Regions from separate parts of the Sus scrofa genome. Here region 1 is linked to region 2. A link is a contact called in public HiChIP or PLAC-seq data. All regions are on one chromosome and are shown on one strand. Each heading gives the region's core, a stretch centred on a gene start, on an enhancer-like site or on the middle of the called end of the contact. The rest is flanking DNA. Distances are from core to core; before and after follow the strand shown. Region 1 overlaps LOC106509690 (a long non-coding RNA gene). Region 2 overlaps MKL2 (MKL/myocardin-like protein 2).

Evidence for each region. HiChIP or PLAC-seq counts read pairs in DNA pulled down with a chosen protein or histone mark.
Region 1: an H3K27ac HiChIP or PLAC-seq map of skeletal muscle shows a contact between it and region 2. The contact joins two enhancer-like sites. A contact is called at or near these places in 14 of 47 Hi-C or Micro-C datasets (alveolar macrophages, brain, embryonic fibroblasts and 7 more) and 2 of 2 datasets of contacts at active chromatin or transcription factors (alveolar macrophages and skeletal muscle).

The regions. Positions count from the first base shown.
Region 1 is chr3:29,260,424-29,265,162 of Sscrofa11.1, forward strand. It overlaps LOC106509690 (a long non-coding RNA gene), which reads right to left. Exons shown (of 4, transcript XR_002342411.1): 1 at 980-4,739. Among named protein-coding and RNA genes, the nearest start is that of MKL2, 23 kb to the left of the region's middle. Within about 2 kb of position 1,713, at least 47 of the 83 cell types and tissues checked have an H3K27ac peak or open chromatin away from gene starts, as enhancers often do. A contact at or near this core is called in skeletal muscle, where this site is marked.
Region 2 is chr3:29,149,656-29,153,819 of Sscrofa11.1, forward strand. All of the region lies in intron 2 of MKL2 (MKL/myocardin-like protein 2), which reads right to left. Among named protein-coding and RNA genes, the nearest start is that of MKL2, 88 kb to the right of the region's middle. Within about 2 kb of position 2,911, at least 11 of the 83 cell types and tissues checked have an H3K27ac peak or open chromatin away from gene starts, as enhancers often do. A contact at or near this core is called in skeletal muscle, where this site is marked.

The DNA of each region.
Region 1 (4,739 bases), core at 463-2,962, 110 kb after region 2:
CCGAGTGTTAAGTCATTTCACGTGTGCGGGCTCTATGGGCACCGCCCATCGCCAAAGCTCCTGCAGTTTCGCTGTGGGCTTGACCTGACTTGTATTTGCTGAAATGAGAAGGAAGGTACCTGGGGCGTAAACACATGGCGTCTCCAGTCTCGAGGCTGCTGGGAGCAGCGGGTGGGGGCAGGTACATGCAAGGTCCTTCTTTTTGCCTTTGCTACCCAGCGTCTGCCTCCTTTCAAATCTTTTGCCAACCTAGGCTTTACTGATCCCCCGTCTTGGGTCAGTGAAAATAAATAACTCACCTATTACACACACTCTGGGCGTGTGGGATCAGCACACCAGCCTTAGATGGTATGACTTCATGATCGCTTCAGGTGTGTACCCTCGGGGTTTGCACCCAAATACAAGGCAATAGATGGGTATGGATGGGGCAGTGAGGGAGTGTACGCAGAGCTTCAGGGTAAACCACCATAAAAATGGGTTGGCCAGGTTTTTTTCCCCCTCACCAAACTGTATTTCTTAAAAATCCCTGGTGGCTTAGCTGTTAAGGATCCAGTGTTGTCACTGCTGTGGTGATGTTCTATCCCTGATCTAGGAAATTCTGCATGGTGTGCCCCCCCCCCAAAAGACCAAAAACTTTGCAGTGTAATTTACATACAACACACAGCAGTACTTAAAATGTATACTTTGATGATAACTGGCATATGTGTATGTTGTGACACCATCAATGCAAGATTCCGGACATTCCATGAACTCCAAATGAGTTTTCTTGTGGGTATGGCCAGTTTTTATCTTCAGTTTGGAAACTTTTTTGGTTTTGAGGGAATTGGATCTCACTAGGAGCCCAGGGCTCACCTTGGGGTCACTGATGGTATTGAAGTGATCCCTTAGCACCCCCATCCCCCACTCAGCAAATCCACCCCTTCCGCAGGGAGAACAATCCCTCTGACCAACAAAAGACGGGACTTCCAGTATGACTCACCCTCAGTCCTGGGGCTCATACTCAGGCTCTGATAAGAGGCAGTCAATCTGTCCTCCGTTTGTTTATAATGAGTCACGCTGGAAATCAGGCAGCTCCTTTTTTTTTTTTTTTTTCCTCTCCCGCGTCACCGTTGGGCAAGACCCAGAGGCAGCTACACCCCCATTCAAAGTGCAGTCATCCTTATAGAGTCCGGTGACTCAATGGGGCCCCCTACCGGTGGAGACAGGCAGGGCCACGTCGTGGAGCTGAGGTCGGCCTTTCTCCCCTGCTTCAAGGACGGATCTCAGCGACTTCCAGATTTGCAAGAGGAACTCGGGAAAAAGCAGCTGAGTTTTCTGTGCATCCTGTCCACCGCCCCCAATTATTAGTGACAGAGTGGGGAATGAGTCACAACTTGCAGCCGGTGCCCACGCTGCAGCGATTAAGCACATAATTGCTTCAATGATGAACCTTCCTCCAACTGCAGTCCCCCCCACCCCTGACCCCGGAGCTTTTGACTGTGAGCCTGCAGTCTCGGGGGCAGGAATTGTGAGGGCCTGGCTTTAAAAAGACGATGCCTCTTGGACCCGGATTTAAAATTCCTGCGTACAAGTCCTGATGGGAGCCTGGGGGAGGTTTCAACTAGAATTAATATCATGATCAAGTCAACATAAAGTAGATTGATCTGCTGTTTCAAGGTACTGCGGCAAAGCCCTCTGTTTGGAGAACAAATCACCATAGCAACTCAGCCGCCCCAGTTACAGTAGGCTCAGGACGACCAAAATAAAAATCCTCACCAAATCTCAGGATTGGCTGAGAGCTGCTGTCAGACTTTCGGTTTCCAGCCGACATTAGCCAGCACGCATTAATGTTTCCTAAATCGCTGAAAGGGATGCTTTAAATAGTAATAAAACTATCCAGCCAGGTTAGAGAGGGGTTCTGCTCCCCCCGCCCCCCGCTTCTAGTTTAAACACGAGCAGATCCCATCGCCAAACAGCAGCATTTGTCCTTAAAATAGACCAGAAAAGGGCTCATTGTTACTTATCGTGGTTTGCTAGTTCCGTTCCAAGTTAGGGGTACATAGCACAATAAATGCTGATTTGTAAGAAGAGCCAAATCAGTATAACAGGTTTTCTGTAGGTGTGAAAGGAAAAAAAGGGAAAGCACTCTTTTCTCCCTCCATCCCCAGGACCTCAGCCCTGGGTTTTGGTTCCATTCATTACCTGTTCTCTCTCCTGCATCTTCCTTCTCTCACTGGGTCCTGGCGCCTTCCTTCTGATCACCTTGGCCTAAGGCTTGCCCAGTCTCGCAATCCTAAGGATTCCTCGGTGCCTCAGTCTGGCGTGTGCCCCAGGCTCCCTGCAACCACCATCCTGGACACCCAGAGCTCCCCTGCCGTGTTGCAAACTGAGGCCACCAGCGTTCCTGCTGCTCAACTCCTGACCCTGTGGGTCACTGCCTTGAAATTCTCCCCTGCTTTTGATTCTGGTGGCGGCATGATCCAGAATCTTCTTTTTAGAATGTATCCTCTATCATCTCACCTCCTAAATGTAGGCATTTTCTAAAGTCCTGTTTCATATTTGCTCATTTATTTTTTGTCTTCAATTCTCACTTCCCAGCAGAGGTCTGCCACCTCTTCGGTTGAGACTGCCTGACCATGGCTCTCGCAAAACTCGATCCTAAGTGAGCTGAGCCTTGCCTGCACAGTCTTTCTCCAGACTCTTTGTTTCTGTTAATGGCTTCCTTGTCTCCTGAGGCTTCAAGGCGAGGTGTTATTCAGATTCTTCCTAGGCATGTAATTTCCTTGCCGCATTCCCTAGACTGTCCTTTGATGCTTCTTCAGTTTATGTCCTTTCCATTCCCAAAGCTATACCATCTGAGTTTTGGCCAAAACCACCTGTTGCTTAGATTGTTAATGACAGTTTCTGAAATGGTCTTTTCACCTGCAGCCCTTCCCCCCAGGTAGCAAGGTATGGTAGAAAGGAAGGCGGCTTTGGAGTTGGGGTCCCATCTCTGCCCTTTATGTCCACGGTGACTTTAATTTCTTGATCCCTCCGAGGCTTCATCTCCTCATCTGTAAAGCAGGTGTCATCCCTCTTTCAGGGTGTGAGGATTTAATGGGGGTAACATATGTGAAATATCTAAGTGCTCAACCGATCTTAGTTCCTTTCCATTGCAAACTTACTACTGCCAGACCCAAGTCTTAAAACAGCCTTCTTGGTCACGTCCTTCCCTTACTCCAATGTTCCTTTTTCTACTGAAATAAGAACAAACTCCTCAAGCCTAGCACTTGGGAGACTCCTACACTATGCCCCCCGTGTCTTGTTCCCACTCTGCTGTTCACGACTTTCTTGAAACACCATTCTGTTTCCCATCTGTTTCTTTGCTTGTGCTCTGTGCTTGGACGTCAGTGCATCATCTGCATCTCTGTCTGATGAAATCCTAGCTGTGCTTTCAGTCTCATCTTGAATCCTACGTTCTCTTTGAGGCCAGCCCTGCCCCTAGCCCTGGATATGACTTCATTCTCTGAGCCCTGCCGCACTGATCCCTCTCTAGAGGTGTTTTTAAGACCTTACTTGCTCATGTTCTTTGTTGGACTTCTCTTTGCTGCACGACTGAACGTCCTTGCTGGCGTGGACTGGTACAGCATCAGATCCAGAGGGGGCCCTCCGCCTTATGCAATAAATGCCTTTTGCCAAAAACAAACCTGCCCAGTCACGCTTCCCTTGTTCTACTGAGCTTTCTTCTTCCCCCAGCTGCGGCTGGGTGTCACCCTTCCCAGAAACAAGCTGTTCATGGGAGCAAACCTCTCCTCTCATTGACACCAAATTCTGGAGGTCCTAATTAAAAGTGTCCCCAAATATCATCTCAGATATACCCTGTCACCGTTTCATCAGACCCTGTTTATTCACTATTTTCATGAATCCTAGGAAATTCCCTTGTTTAAACCACAAGTTGATTTTGTTTACCTGCCTCCCAGGCCCTCGGGGAGCACTGTTCTTTTGATGCAGAAATATCTTCATGCAAAAGGATCCTTCGGAATATCTGAAATTCCTCTTCTTTCTCACCCACGAATCAGTCTCTTTAACAGTGACAGTCAATACTACACAGAAAAGGAACTCAGATTAGGGATCCAGGGGAGATCTGTTTGTAAACAGAATGAGAAACAGGGGTCCACTGAGCCGGTTCTATAGTGTGTCTGTAGTTCTTAACTATTTGATCAATTTATAGTTTTTAATAGTAATGTCCTAGAACCAAAGTACATTTCTTCACTATATATGTATATACACATGAATATTATCTACCTTCTAGTTTACAAGGTTTCATTTTAGGATGAATGAGGCTGGAAATATGGTTTCATCATTATATGGAGCTCACGTTGGCCATACCATTTGCCAAGTACAATTTTCAAAAGGTTAACAACATGACTCTTATACAAAGAGAAAAGCAACAGAAGTCAAAGATTTTATTCAGTTCGACCAATGAGGAAACCAGTAAGATGTTAAGACTGATTCAAGAGAAAATCAGGGACCTGGAGAGTTATAGTTGGTCAAAGGAATGCAGATATAAATTTGCTGGTAAATGCAAAACTGGTTAATGCCTCACTGGGTTATAATCTTTGGGATGGTGTTGGGCAAGAGTCATTGGTAATGCTATCAGTTTTCTGCAAGGTTACCTATATTCTCATAAGCTTGCGATATAGCCTTCCTAATCATCAGCAAAAGGTTTGCAGCCTCAGAAAATGAGATAATCCCTGGGCAGCAGAGGCCACTAGACACCA
Region 2 (4,164 bases), core at 1,661-4,160:
ATTTGCTGAAAGCCATCTTGCCTGCATTGGGAGTCTAGCAAATTTAGTGAAAGTTCTTTGATAAAAAAAAAAAAAATTAAATAAATTAAAGTGGCTCACATCTCTACCGCAGGGAGAAAAGAAAAGAATCTGGGCAATAGGAGTTCCCGTCATGGCACAGTGGTTAACGAATCTGACTAGGAACCATGAGGTTTCGGGTTCGGTCCCTGCCCTTGCTCAGTGGGTTAACGATCCGGCTTTGCCGTGAGCTGTGATGTAGGTTGCAGACGCGGCTCGGATCCTGTGTTGCTGTGGCTCTGGCGTAGGCTGGTGGCTACAGCTCCGATTAGACCCCTAGCCTGGGAACCTCCATATGCCACGGGAGCGGCCCAAGAAATAGCAACAACAACAACAACAAAAGACAAAAAAAAAAAAAGAATCTGGGCAATAAACAAAAAAGGCATTTAAAACACATGCAACTTACTATAACATTTTGTCATATGGCAAGGGGGTAGGATGAGCGAGTTTAGCCCACAAAAGTTATACATTTGTATTTATGCCTTAAAATGAAGGAAAAAAGCACAAAAGCCAAAGAAACCACCTCTCCCAAGTGTCAACATACTATTGCTTCAGATAAACACAACTCTATTTTTCTAATATTTAAATAATAAAAATGATGCCATGTCCAAGCTACCAGTGGTTTGGTTTTCTTGAATACAGAGTTGGAAAAGAGACCTGGAAGCACACTCACTTCAAAATTAAAGGGTAAAAAACCAAAGTCAAATTCCATTTCTAGATTAGTGTTCCAATGGCTATTAAGAGATAGGAATCAGGAGTCAGATTTCAAGATGCCAACATCTGAAATCTGGAATTCACTATATTTTTTTATATAAAAAATGAAACTACATTAACATCTGCTATTCAGAATACAAAATTTAAGTTGTGACATGAACTGAATTCTTACTTTTAAGGTGAACTTCCAGTCCTTTCCATTCACAAATAGGACTTGATTTATTAAGTTCCCTGCTTTGTATCTCCAGAGTTGATCAAAGCACATTTTCTTAGTACAATCTGTATTGTTCCAAGTGTTTTATAAACATCTTTTGTGAGGGTTTACAGGAGGGATCTGAAATCATATCCAAGGTTTCATCCTATGAGTCAGTTATTCTTAAAAGGAAACAGAATCTCTGTTTTTATCACCTTTATTTCCCTACTTAACACAAATGTAATTCTAATCGCAAATTTTAAAAAAATAATTAGCAGGACTGTCATTAAATAACTAAGTAGGGCAATGGTTTAAAAAAAAAAAAAAAAAAAAAAAGGAAAAGGCATAATTTTCTTACCTGGACATGAAAACTCTGGTCTGTACAACATGTGAATGCTCACAACAGTTCCTCTGCCAGTAAGGTCACCTCACAAAGCCTGTCTACTATCGAGCCTTATACCACTAACTCCCAAATCCTTATTTCCTGCCCTCACCTGAGATCCAAACTGTCCATCCGGCTGCCTGCTGAACATGTTCGCCTGAATGCACTCAAGCAGCTATTTCCTGATTACCTACTATGTGCCAAGTATAGTATGCTGGGCTCCGGAGGGTTCAGAGTAAAGAAAACAAGACAGCATCTGTTTCTTCTAATTGTGAAGAAAGCCAAACCCATCACAGGATCATAAAAACATGCAACACACAAACTGTGATTAGTTCTATGTCTCATCTGGTCAAAACTAAACTCAGTTTACTCACTGCCCTCCACTCTGCTAGGCCCCGAACCCCTATTCTTGGGTGGAAACAGTGCCGTCACAGGTCGCCAGCGTCACGAATGCGGAGGCATTCTTAATCCCCCCATCCTCCTCAGTCTTCTCAAAGTCGCTGTTCCCAGAGTAGATGTGCATGGTTGGCTCCGCCCAGAACCACCTTCCCCCACTTCTTCTGGGAACCCCCAGTGTGATGGTGACCCCAGTGCCTGGGGAAGGCACAAAACCTAAGGCCAAGAGAGCCCCTGGGACCTTAAAAACTGAAGCTGGGAGAGAGCACCTCCTTCCTCCTCTTGGCTGCAGAGCATGAAGACAGCCCCTGCCCTGTGGGGAAGCCTGAGGGGCCAGCGATGGGAGCCAGAGTCCCTGTGATGAGCGACCTCTTCTAAACCCGGGAGTGCCCGGGGTTGCCCTGGTTTGTGCCGCATTTCATAACTTTCATGAACTTCTCCAGGAACCTTCCAGTGAATCCCCTTATAATTTAAGCTATTTTGAGAAGGGGTTTGTTACTTGTAGCCAGGATTCCTGACAAATAGCTCCTACACGTTTCCGGCCTGTCTTATCCAACTCTGCCACAAGTGCCCCAGCTCAGGTCCTCATCAACTCTTACTGGACTAGGGGAGCAGCCTAATGGGTCTCTGTCTCTGGGCTTGGCCCTGACATCCAGCATTCGTAATACAGTGGCCAGAAGAGCCACATCACCCTCCCCCTGCTGGACAGTGGCTCCAGCATCAATATGGACAAACCACAGAATGGGGAAAAAAACTCTACAATTCATATTATCTGACAAGGATATATGTGAGGGGGTGCTCATGTGTGCGTATCTAGAATATACAAGAAATATTATAACTCAACAATAAAAAGGCAATCCAATTTTTAAAATGAGGAAAGAATTTGAATAGACATTTCTCTAAAAAAGATATACGAATGGCCAAGAAACCCATGTTCAACATCATTAGCCATGAGGGAAATGCAAATCAAAACTACCGTGAGATACCCTTTACACCCACTGCAATGGCTACTATGAAAAGCAAAACAAAACAGGGTAATAACACATGCTGGCAAAGATGTGAAGAAAGTGGAATCCTCTAACTTGCTGATGGTAATGCAAAATAGTACAGCCACTTGGGAAAACAGTTTGGCAGTCCCTCAACAAGCTAAATATAGCATCACCATGAGACCCAGCAATTCTACTCCTAGGTATATATCCATGGACGTGACAGCAGATGTCCACCCAAAACCCTGTGCATAAATGTTCACAGCAGCACTATTCATTTAATAGCCCCAACAGGGAAAGCAACCAAATGGCCCTCGGTGGATGAATAAACAAAATGTGGTATGTCCACTCAATAGAGCATTATTTGGCAATAAAAAAGGAATTCTGACACATGCTACAACATGACTGAACCTCAAAAACAGGCTAAGTGAAAGGACTCAGATGCAAAAGATCACACATATGGTAAGATTCCATTTCTATGAATAAATGCATAGACGTAGAAAGCAGAATGGTGGTTGCTAGGGGCTAAAGAGAGGGAAGAATGGAAAGAGACTGCTACTGGGGATGGGGATTCTCTTTGGAGTGATGAAAGGGTTCTGGAATTAGACAGGGGGGAGCGGTGCACAATTCTGTGAGTATACAAAAATCCAGAATTGTATGCTTCATCAGGTGAACTTTATGGCATGTGAATTACACCTCAATAGAGCTATTATGGGAAAAAAATGACTGCACAAAGTCATAGAGTGACACCTCTGTGCAGGAGGTGGGGGTGGGGCTGACTGAATCACTTGGCCAGCTACAAAATAACCTGTCGTAAAAAAAACACAGTCTCTTCAAAGGAAAATGATTTGTTTTCCTACCACCAAATCCCTATAGCGACCAACCATAAATCAAATCCAAAGTAAAAAGAGGAAAGAACAAGAGAGCCCACAAACTGTAATTCGCTGGCAGGTATGAAATGGAATTAACCAAAGACTGCACAAAGAAAAAATGTTTATCAGAACTGCTCACTTCCCTCTGATTACACAGATTTAAACAAGTCAAAGTCCTTCTTAACTAATGAGAAAATGTGCCAGCTTCTTTATTAGCAGAGAGCAAGGAAACACAAGCATTCTCTCCGTATAACAGAATTAACATCCCACAGCAGGTCTGTTTGTACTTGGCCGTCATGAACCTTTCATCTCAGAGCGCTGCTAAATTAAACAAGCCTATGTTGTATTGAACACAATGAGCCAGACGCCCTGGCAGGCTCCGAAACTTCACCAGTTAATGTTGAAGAACATTAGAAATAAAGAAGATGCTTAAGAACGATGGTGATGGTGGTATAAAGCAGCTGTGTCTTCATTCCACCCCACATTTCACTTGCCCACAGTAATGGAAACATTCTTACAACCACAAGGCTCTCTGGTGTACACAAGAAGGAGAGATCTGGATTC